2 separate regions of the Zea mays genome follow, and region 2 is linked to region 1. Evidence: chromatin contacts called from public Hi-C data. All regions are on one chromosome and are shown on one strand. Each heading gives the region's core, a stretch centred on a gene start, on an enhancer-like site or on the middle of the called end of the contact. The rest is flanking DNA. Distances are from core to core; before and after follow the strand shown.

Region 1 (5,721 bases), core at 2,051-4,550:
ACAACTTTCTATGTTTCTACATTGATAATTTGGAGCAATAATATCAACTTCTCAAAACAAGGTAGCATTAGCTATGCTAGATTAGTTTAAATTCATGATAATATCATTAATTATTTATTTATACATGCTCTCAAAAAAATATGTACAAGAGAGAAAAATACCATTTCTATCTTGACATTTCGAATCTCTTTTCTTGCAATGTCAACGTCTGTTGCCTGACCTTGAAAGCGACCAATTGGCTGCACATTACATGTCACAATGGTAAGACATTCTAGCTTCACATTATTAGCAAGCAAATACCAGTGATACTGCACATGTTTTGTGTGTCCATAAACAAAGTATGTGGGAGTGCAGCACAGTATTGGAGCAAGGGTTTAAGATTAAGATCATAGTACACACTGCAGTATAATATTATTATTTGTGTGCCATACTGCCATGAGCATTAAGCTCAAATAACAAAGAAAACAGAATATATATCAACACAAGAAAAAGAAATAACCTGTTTTATCATTATTGTCGATGATGGAAGTGCGGCACGGTTACCTTTAGCGCCAGCAGCTAAGAGTAAAGCAGCTTCTCCCCATGCATTACCGACACACAGAGTGAAAATAGGAACTTTAACATACCTGCAATGGGGTAGGGATATTAAACCAGTAATTCCACAATCCTTCTTTTAAAAAAAATAAGAGCTGGCATGGTTATGCTAATTGGAACAAGGGAAAATAACAGACTACTACAAGTAATGTGTGTTATGAATCACTGAAGAAGGCACACTTAATGGACTATTCTATTTTGTACAAGGGGACAAGATATAAGAAGCTGAATCAACATTGTACCTTAATTTTTGTTTATTGTTTATTAACTATATGGGTAGTGTTTAATGTGCTAGACTTCAAAGTCATTCTGTGTTGAGCTCCTATCTTGAAGTTTAACAGTTATTGGACCAAACGCACCTAGCCCTGCTTGTTTGTAGAAATCTTACCGGTTTAGTAGTTATAAAAGGGGAAAACCCTCAGAAGTCCAATAAGAGTGATTATATATAACACCCGTCACCAAGCATGTGGCTTCACACTTTATTCCACTATATATGTTACTTTAGAAATATAAGTATGATTGAACTCTGATAGCTTTAACTAACAAATATTAAGAGCATCACCAAGAGTCTTTCTAAAGTTCACTCTCTACATCATCATTTAGAGAGTCATTTCCATAAAAACTGTTTTATACCTTTCCACTCTCCAACAGTTTTTCTATATCTTGTTTGTACTCTACAAAGTCATTCTTGTTTTCTATCTTTGACTAACAAGAAATTCGGAATAGAAGATGGGCCATATTTGGATAACGGATAACCAATTAAAGCAGCTGTTGGATGTTATTTTTTCATCAAAATATTTATTCCTAGCAATTAGAAAGGATATAGAGTCTCTTGGAGTTGCTCTAAAGTAATAAGAGTGGATAAAAAAAGGTACTGGCAGATTCATAAAAAACTTCCATAATGCTATATTATTAACGTATTGAGATAAAAATTAATGGGCAAAATATCATCTTGACATGGAGTGCAATAAACATAGAACTGACCCGAAGAGAACTTGGACAAGTGTTATAGTTATAGTATTTGGTCAGGGACAAAAAAAAACTAGTTTCAAGTGGGGCTAATTAGTAAGCAGGCATGGGTGGGATGTGAAAATGAGGTAGTGCATGGACTCAGTAGCTTGTTTTCCATTCTAAAGAGCCCCGATCTACATAGAAGATAAAATATTTGAGTTCGGTCAGAGCTTTTCAAGTCAATGCTTGCCAACCACAAAAATAGACATGTTTCTTATGAGTAGCATGGACTCAATAGCTATTTGTTTTTCCATACAAAAGAGCTCCGATCCAATCTACAAAGAAGGTAAAATATATGGGTCCAATCCAAGTTTTTCAGTCCACGTGCTTGCCAGGCAGACACAAAAACAGGCATGCTTCTTATAATGAGCTAACTACAATACAAGTTCACATCGAGAACATGTGGAAAGCATCAGCCAAGTCAAGTCAATAAGAGGGGTATCAGGAATAGAAATAGATTTGCAAGGAACAAGAAAGCAGTATAAATACATAGTATGTCAAATCTGACCTCATAGCATCATATACTGCAAGAGCTTCTGTCTCATAGCCTAACTTCTCGCCATTCTGAATGAGGGAGAAAGATGATATGAAGATTGGATTAGAGCAAGAATTAATCTGTGATTGTTAAGAGATACGTTCCTACAAAAAAAAATAGAAAACTCGGTGCTCTGTGGGTGAGAAAACAAATAAACTTACACATAGTCTAGGTGAACAAAACTAATGATTAAAGAACCAAAAATCCACAGGCTAAGATAAATTGATGCCCACTACACAAAGGTTTTTGGAGCCATAGGTCTGTCAAATAACCCAGGCATACTTTAAGCTCGTAGCCTTATCGTGTTTATTGTTTTCCTAGGTAGGTGTGTTTCCATTTTGGTTGTGAGCTCCGACCTACGTCCGCACTCATTTGACACAACCAAGTAATAATCGCCATAAGGATTTTTTTTTCCCGAACGCCCAGTAGAGTTGGGCATCATTGTATTAAGAAGGAAAAGGTCCAAAATTAAACCGAGTGAAAAAGTTATCATGGTCATAAGGAAATCAAGGAAAGGTGAATCAGAAGCAGCACCAAACCTTGGTGGTGCCAGTGGAATTGATGTACATGTAGATTGGCTTCTCGGCGTCGTCATACTGGAGGTAGAGAAACTCGGCGAGCATGAGCTCCGTGACCGACGGAACGAGGCACATCCCCAAGTACACGATCCGGTTCTTGTACAGGAACGAGGCCAAGTCCGGCGGTGGCTGCTCCCACGCGGCCCCCCTCAGGAACGGCACCACCTGCAGGCACCAACAACAGACAAAAACACCATTTAGGCGTTATCGCACTCCAGACACGCCAAATTCGCTCCCCAGAGCTCGGCCAAGCGCGGACCGTACCATCGCGACGACATCCCTGGCGCCGCGACCGCCGTCGACGGCGGGTTCTCGATGGGGGCTCAGGAACCGCGGCTTGGCGCCGGCGAGCGCGCGGGGGCGGGCAGCGAGGCGGAGCTGGGATGAGGGCGAGACGGGGAGGCAACGGGGCGGGGAGAAGAGTGTGCGGACGTCGAGGGCGACGCGGGGAGGGGACAAGAAGGCGGCGGCAGCTGCCTCCATGGCGAGGCGGCGGTGCGGACTGCGGAGGGGACTGGGAGTCTAGGAGCGGGCTCAGCTTGGAGGTGGCACCGGTCGGAGTGCGGATAAGCTCCCGCAGTCGATGATTTGGCCCGTAGACAACTATCGGCCTGGGCGCCTGGCGCGAGACGGATGAAGGCCCGTTTGTTTTTGTTTTTTTTTTCACTAAAGTTTAGTTACTAAAAAATTCTATTTGGTTTGATTGATTAGAATTTAACTAAAATACATTAATTACTGTGTATAATAACTATACTATCCTAAGTGCCAGTTTGGTAGGGCTTCTAAACCGGCTCCGACTTCGGCTCTTGGAGGAGCCCTCTAAGGACTAATTTGGTGACCATGGATCATGGGAAATTGGAGGGGGTTGAGGAGGAAATTAGTTCATTTCCCCCTCAATCCCCTCCAATCATCTCATGATCCCTTTGTCACTAAATCAGTCCTAAACGGTCTTTAAAAAATAACTCCCAATAAAGATCACTGAGTAGCTGGAGCCATTTTTAAGAGAGGAGTCGGAGCCAAAAAAATTGGCTCCTACCGACTCCTCTCATTCCCCTCCTCTCACGTCATGAAGAGTCGTTTTATCAAACGATTTGTTAAAAAAACATGGCTCCTATAGATGAGTTATTTTTGAAGAGAAGTTAGAGCCGGAGTCATTTTTAGAGGAGCCGGAGCCGTACCAAACAGGGTCTAAATAAATACATGCTCAGTTGTTGTTAGTCGTGTTCACACTAGCTGAACGCCCGCCACGCAGGGGTGTATCTAGCAGGTATGCCTGTATGATCGGGCATATCTCGCGTACTCAATGTATACATAGTCTACTAGTAACTGATGCGCGCCCCGCGCGCGTAGAAAACCAAATATAACATTCCCTTAAGAGACATGAAACTGGTTGTGAATCATAGAAATCTAATATCATCTTAAAAAACATTAAATGACCAGTTGTAAATTATACAGTTCAAAGTAACAACACATTAAATGACCATTTCGATAAAAAAATATTAAATGACCAGAGAATGAAAGGGTTACCCCAAATGCTGAAGACCATTTCCAAGATTAGCTAGGTCTGTTGTATCTGACAATGATATAAGTGCTTGCTTCACTTATATAGGTGTATAAATTTATACTTAGTCCATTGTTTTTTTTAGAATAGAGTAACCATGCAGATCCCAATCTGCGGGACTGCACCGGTCGATCTAAACAACCAGTTCCTCCTAAAGCCATATATTCATCCAATAAAGCACAGATCCGACACTCGCTTTGCTAAGCCAAAATCATAAAGCTTAAATTTCGAAAAGGTAATATGGTAAATCTTGCAGCTAGCTTAAGCCCAACAAACACGGCATTAGCGGCTCAGCAAAAGTACCTGCTCGGCGAGATGTGGCAGTCCGTGGCGTGAACCTGCTGGGGTCACACATGCATGTATATCGGCTTCCTGTCGCCGCCAGCAAGCTTCTCCTCTGTATTCTCCTTCTTCACCGCCTTCCCATACGGCCACAACCTTCTTCGAGAAGGGGATAGTGAGCTTAGAGAACTGCGTGGCGCGGTCCAAGAGGACACCGACGAAAGAAGCCCGGGCTCTGTCTCAGCCACTGGCGAGTAGCGATGGGAGTTCCCCAATGGCCCTCGCGGCAGCTAGAAGAGTCCAGAAGAATTTGGTGTAGGGTGAAGAATTCCGTGTGTTTGCCACCTGGCCGTTGAGATAGAATCGAATGGCCAAAAATTATTAAAGTGACGTGGCTCCACGGAATCACAGCTTTGCTCCCTGCTCTTATATATAGAAAGAATAGTAACTGGGCGCGCCCTTGGGCGCGATTTGTTGCCATTTGAGTAAGTCTTTTTGGTGCGATAGTAGATGTACTATTATAATAAATTGTATTATTAACTTGCATTGGGCTCAAAGTAATGGTGCTCAGTTTGCTACTTAATATTTTAATTGGGTAGTGAAAGCCCCAAACAGTTCTCACCTCTTTGCAACAGCTAGGGAAAGAAGAATACATCAGGTTTTTTTGGTGGGTGAGCTTTGCACTGGATATTTCCAATAAGAATCATTTTTCACAAAGGTCGGTAGTTACTTATGTCTATATATTCTGGTTGTTTGGACTTTGGAGACAGCTCTGAACTTCAGGTTCGTCAGGTCCATGAATGTCAACAATCAAAGAAATAAAATAAAATTTGTATCAAGAGTTGGACAAACAAAAAATACTTCAGGTACATAATGTGTCAGGATAAATGCTAACCAAAATTTAGGTACGCATCATATACAAAAGCACCAAATATGCTTATGATCATAAATTGGGAATGGATCTCCCATATATTTATGTATTCAGAAACATCATATCTTTAGTACTGCATGAGTGTACATAGAAGCCAATTAGTGGCATCCGCACTTTGGTGATCGCCAACCAATAGTAGTGGAGATTGTGTTATACCTTCCAAACAATCCTGTTAGATCTTGTGGTCATAATCACCTAATTAGTTGCACAATATTAAGCATGCGTTTAT
Region 2 (5,721 bases), core at 2,346-4,845, 360 kb after region 1:
AAATGGCTTGGGTGGCTTGAGAGGAGGCCCTTGCCCCTCTATTTATAGGCTAGGTGGGGGATTAGTGGGAGGAGGCGAGGATTAGTGGGAGGATGCGAGGATTAGTGGGAGATAAGCATGTATTTGTCTTGTATAAGTGTAATTAGCTTGTAGAGCTCAGTGTATGACACCGGAGGCGTATGCATACGTATGAGCATGAGGAAAATCATGAAGAAAATATTTGTAGGGACTTTAAAAATGATCCTGAAAGTATTTCCGAGGAGGAAAATATTTGAAGAAATATCGGTGGAATATTTGTGCAGTATTTCTAGAAAGAACTTGAAGGGGATCACTAGGGAAATATTTGTAGGATATTTTGAGGAGGATTTTGGAGAGAATATAGACCACTATATTTTATTTGTTGAGATTAACTCACAAACAAACATTTTGAAATGAAATTTAAAATTCATTTTGAATTTAGAGCGAATTTGGGAAAAAATCAAGATTTGAATTTTTGGGATGCTACAGTGTAGGACACGTGGAATGTTTCATCAGACCTGAAAGACGAAGTTGCTCCTGTTGCACCTGGGCCAGCGACTTCATGGATAGATCGACTTTGGCTTGAAGATACTCCACACACTTGCCATGGTCTTTCTGTTTGCGCTCAATTCCTACCAGCTTGTTGGATACCTTGTCCAATCGCCACATCTTCACTGAGATGTTCTTGAGTGAAGTGTCCTCCAGTAGTTTGAGGACGACCTCAAACTTGTCGGATAGACATTGTTCCATGTCGGTGAGGTTCGCCATCCGCGAAGCCAGCGGGGACAGGAAGTCTTTCGAATGAAGCAGAACGAAGTGAGAAGAAGAGGAGGTCTAAATTTGATACCAATTGTGTCGTTCCATAGGTTGTAGACGATGGCACATGTGTGATCTCGATGGTGAAACTCGGGAGACGTTATCGGAAGAGAAGCTGAGGAGGAAGAGGGGGAAATTTCTAGAAGAGAACAATGAGGGTAACATAAGGGGCCAAAGAAAGGTGAGTCTGATTCTAATTTCTTCTTAGCCTTCAAGTTTGTTAAAGTTAGAGTATTTATGCTAACACCGGTCATGCAAGACCAAAATATAGCCCATGTGCAAACTACTAAGTGGCCCAATACATGACCCAAGAATTACATGGATAGAATCCCACATCTTGGCGCTAATTCGTTATGCGATTGATAGTCACTTGATCTGTTACGCCCTAGCGACGCGTTGGAGCTCTTTCCTTGTGGGGTTACCATGGAGGAGCAACCTTCATCTCGTCGAACCTAGCAAGTGGCGACATCAAGTATAGAGGAACATAGAAGCGGAGTAGCGTCGGCGTCAAGGCTAGTCCGTCCGGCGACGACATCAAGTACAAAGGAGCGTCCGTTCGACGACGGAGGAGATTTTGCTGCGTGGGTGTGAAAAAATTGCGCCAAATCTGGATACTTGGTTGTGCGGGCGTGAAATTAATCGACGCTAAATATTATCAGGAGTGGCTGAAAGTTGCCTAGAGGGGGTGAATAGGCGAAACCCAAAAATTATAAACTTTGAACACACACTTCACCTAGATTAGGGTTAGAAATAAATAATAGTGAATTCGGAGCGCGGAAGATAGTTCTTCTTGCTATGAGTTGCTCAATCAATGCAGATAACTTTGGAAGCAAACTCAAAACAATGTGAGCAAGAGAACTTTCGAGAGAGAGGAGAGGGGAGAAACAAATCGAATGGTGAAGATCAACACAAGTAGACACAGTGATTTATTTCCCGAGGTTCAGTTCCAAAGAACCTACTTCCCGTTGAGGAGGCCACAAAGGCCGGGTCTATTTCAACCCTGTCCCTCTCTCAATCGGTCACCTAGACCGGTCAAATGCTTCTTCTTAATCTCATGGGTCACTAAGACCCCGTAAGGATCACCACACAATTAGGTGTCTCTTTCTTGCTTTACAAAACACTTGGAAAGTTTAGAAGGAGAAGAATAAAGCAACCAAGCAACAAGAGCAACAATTGAAACACAAATCACCCTATCTCAAGTCACTAAACACTTTTGATCACTTGACTTGATTATGGCACTTGGAGAGGATTAAAGGCTTTGTAGTGTATTCTTTGCTCTTGTATTGAATGTAGAGAGTGGAAAGCCTGGATGAATTGAATGGTGGTGGTTGGGGTTATTTATAGCCCCAACCAACATTCTAGCCGTTAACTGACTTCTCTGCCGAAGGGCACATCGGACAGTCCGGTGCGCACCGAACACTCTACTGTTCATTGTCCAGTGTGTGCCACGTCAGCCGACCGTTGGGGTTTGGAGCCGTTGACCATTGAAGTCATCTGTCGTTTTGTTGCACCGGACAGTCCGGTGCGACCTGACATCGCAGACTGTCTTCTGACGTTCTGAACCCGTAGCAGTCGTGGCAGTCGACCGCTGGCGAAGATGACCGTTGCTCGTGGGCTTACCAGACAGTCCGGTGATTTTTAGCCGAGGAGCGCTTTGATTTCACGAGAGAGGACAGTTCGCTGAGTGCTCCAACCTTGGCACCGGACACTATCTGGTGTGCACCAGATAGTCCGGTGCACCTCAGGCTGCAGCAAGTTTGTTTTGCTCCAAACTTGTAGAATTGCCCCAAGGTCATTTTCTTTGTATGTATATATGAACTTTATGCACCTGAGAAAATATCAACTAGACAAACTAGTTAGTCCATATGGTTTGTGATGGTCGTCAAACACCAAAATCGATTATAGGAAATGTTTGAGGCCATTTCCCTTTCAGTGGCTATCGAGTCTTAAAACCTAGAGACCAAATTGAGTTAGATAGCAAGTAACTATATTTAACAAGTCCGTTTAGAGAATTATTGGAGAGTAATTTTCTGTCCACTTCTTACATGTAAAATTTAGTAAGTTGTTTAGAGAACAATTGGAGAAGCTCTAAAGGAACTAAACATGAACTTAGAAAATTTTGGTCCGACAAGAAACTGAAACTGGTAGGAAGGATTTTCTATTATTAGTGTCAAGGAAATTTCCCTTTTGCGAAGATTAAGGCCCATGTTTATTTTCCTCCTAGATTACGTAAGTTAGATTACGATGAAAAGGTAGTAAGGTAAAATATCACTTTGAGATTACAAATAAGCTGAAATAAGCCAACATTTAAGTTGAAATAAGCTACCTAATGCTAGCTTATTTAAGTTTATTGTATTCCTAAAGTGATATTTTATCCTCCTACATTTTCATCATAATCCAACTTATATAATCTATTAGGAAAATAAGGGCTGTTTTCCGTACTAGATTATACAAGTTAGATTATGATGAAAAGATAGAAGGATAAAATATCACTTTAGTACTATAAATAAGCTGAAATAAGATAGCATTATGTAGTAAAGAAACAAATAGAGCCTAAACGCACCCTAAAAACACGGATATTTCCTGGAATGAACAATGAATAATCCACAGAAAACCGGCTTGATCTGATCTGGCCATATTGAGCGTCCCCACCCCACCACGTTGGTTTGAGCCGTTGAGGCCTCAACAGGGAGGAACTGCCAGCCAGACGAGACGATCCTACCTGACAGGGCAGCCGAAGAAGCGCCGCGCCGTTTCGGTTCGGCGCGTGCGTGGTTCGTCTTCCCCTGCACTGCCCGCTCCCCCAAACTTCCCCAGCATTTCGCATTCGGATTTCCCCCCCTCGACTCCACCCCGAACCCCAACCGCCTCCGCAGCCCTCCGTCCCATGGCGTCCCCCTCCTTCGCCGCTGCGGCCACCAGCCCCGCCTCCTCCCCACTAACCCTAGACGCCATCCCCCTCGCCTCCCGCCCCGCACCCGGAGCCGCCGCCGCCCAGCGCAAGCGGTCGGTCTTCCTCCTCAACCACCGTCCGCACCCGGTCTCCCCTACGCCCCCGCTCCAACCAACCGCCGCCGCGTCCGCTCAGCACGCACGCCGAAAAAAGACCTCTCACCCGCCCCGGCCGCGGTGGCAGACCGTGCTCAGCATCGCCGCCAAGAACGCGGCTCTCCTCGCCGCGCTGCTCTATCTCGGGGACCTCGCCTGGCGCTGGTCCCACCCGCCCCCGCCCTCGCCGCCGCCCGACCGCGCCGCGCTCGAGGGCTACGCCGCCCGCGTCGACGAGGTGGAGGCCTCCCTCACCCGCACCTTCCGGATGATCCAGGTGCAACTCGAGGCCGTAGATCGCAAGATCGACGGCGAGGTCGGCGCCGCCAGGGGCGACCTTCTCGCTCTGCTGGAGGATAAGCGGCTCGCGCTCGAGCGCCAACTCACCCGGCTTGACGCGAGGGCCGGTGAGCTCGGCGACGCGCTGGCCGGGCTCAAGCGGATGGAGTTCCTCCGGAAGGACGAGTTTGAGAAGTTCTGGGACGAGGTGAAGGGGAGCCTTGGCTCGAGTTCGGAGAGCGAGGTTGATCTGGACCAGGTTCGTGCCTTAGCCAGGGAGATCGTCATGAGGGAGATTGAGAAACATGCCGCAGATGGGATCGGCAGGGTTGACTACGCCGTTGCCTCAGGCGGGGGAAGGGTTGTCCGGCATTCGGAGGCCTATGTGCCTAAACGTGGTTTCATGGTTTGGATGTCTGGAGTTGACGTGGGGCCTAAGCCAGAGAAGATGCTTCAACCGAGCTTTGGGGAACCTGGACAGTGCTTTGCTTTGCAGGGTAGCAATGGGTTTGTTGAGGTCAAGCTCAAGTCAGGGATAATTCCTGAGGCAGTAACGCTTGAGCATGTGTCCAAGGTAAGGATTTTGGCCACACAACATTTTAGTATTGCAAGGCTATGTGCTTGATTTTGTCTGCTATACATATTAAGGTGTGGATAAATCTTTCTAAGTAGGAATGTAAGTTTAGAGTACTTTCTTGATGGGATTATCACATTATGTTTGTAGCATTGAATTACATTGTATTCTATTGCAGATAGAATCCCCTTGAATTATGTTTCATGATGACCATTCTAGAATCAGTTTGTAATTATTATTCAATGTTTTATGATCATCATCATTACATTCATAAGCCAATAAAGTAAGAACGAATCATTTTTTTTGCATGTATGCTTGTGCTAAGAAGTTCTCTTTCTGGTGCATCCTTACTGGAACTGAACAAGGCTGACTCTTCCAAACCATGTATTAATATGAAGCTGTTGTGTGTTCTTGAATTTGCTTGCTATCCTTTCCATCTTGGTAAACAACACTTGTTATTTTCATCTGTTAAGGTTTTTGAATTGAGAAGGGGGGCAGGCTTGGTACAATGAGAGCTGTCTCACTAAGTCACTGTTTCGAAGCAGCCTGGTGAGAGTTGTCTCACTAAGTCACTGTTTCAAAGCAGCATCTCCATGTTTGCAGGAGAAGGCTTGCCCCCACTCATGTGTGGATCCTGCGGCACTGGATTTGCCTTTTCTTTAAAGGTTTTGAATTGATACTGATTAAGATCTAGTCCAATGCATTTTATTAAATAACTGAGAAGTGGGAAATTGGTCTGTCACATCTGTGAGTCATTTGTCAGACTTGAAGTGAAGTGCATTGCTACTTTTCCTGTTGAGAAAATTATGAAATAGTACTACTCTACCTGTTTTCTCTTTGTTCTCAATCTTGCAATGATTTTGATAATTCCAATTAGTTCTCGAATGGATGACTAGATTTAGTAAAGAGAACATGTGTGTAGTACAATAATCGTTCCAGATCATGATCTTATATTAGTATTGGTAATGTGCTAATTGAATACTTAC

The links. Hi-C and Micro-C count contacts between places; a contact is called where the count stands out from the background.
Region 2: a Hi-C map of endosperm shows a contact between it and region 1, with 2.5 times the contacts expected there. The contact joins the promoter of LOC100280181 here to the promoter of LOC100272400 in region 1. A contact is called at or near these places in 2 of 25 Hi-C or Micro-C datasets (ear and endosperm).

The regions. Positions count from the first base shown.
Region 1 is chr3:38,463,139-38,468,859 of Zm-B73-REFERENCE-NAM-5.0, forward strand. LOC100272400 reads right to left here and starts at 3,301. Exons shown (of 7, transcript NM_001146880.1): 1 at 2,983-3,301; 2 at 2,680-2,883; 3 at 2,114-2,169; 4 at 500-626; 5 at 162-239. The coding sequence starts at 3,201.
Region 2 is chr3:38,827,403-38,833,123 of Zm-B73-REFERENCE-NAM-5.0, forward strand. LOC100280181 reads left to right here and starts at 3,596. Exons shown (of 2, transcript NM_001153113.2): 1 at 3,596-4,735. The coding sequence starts at 3,722.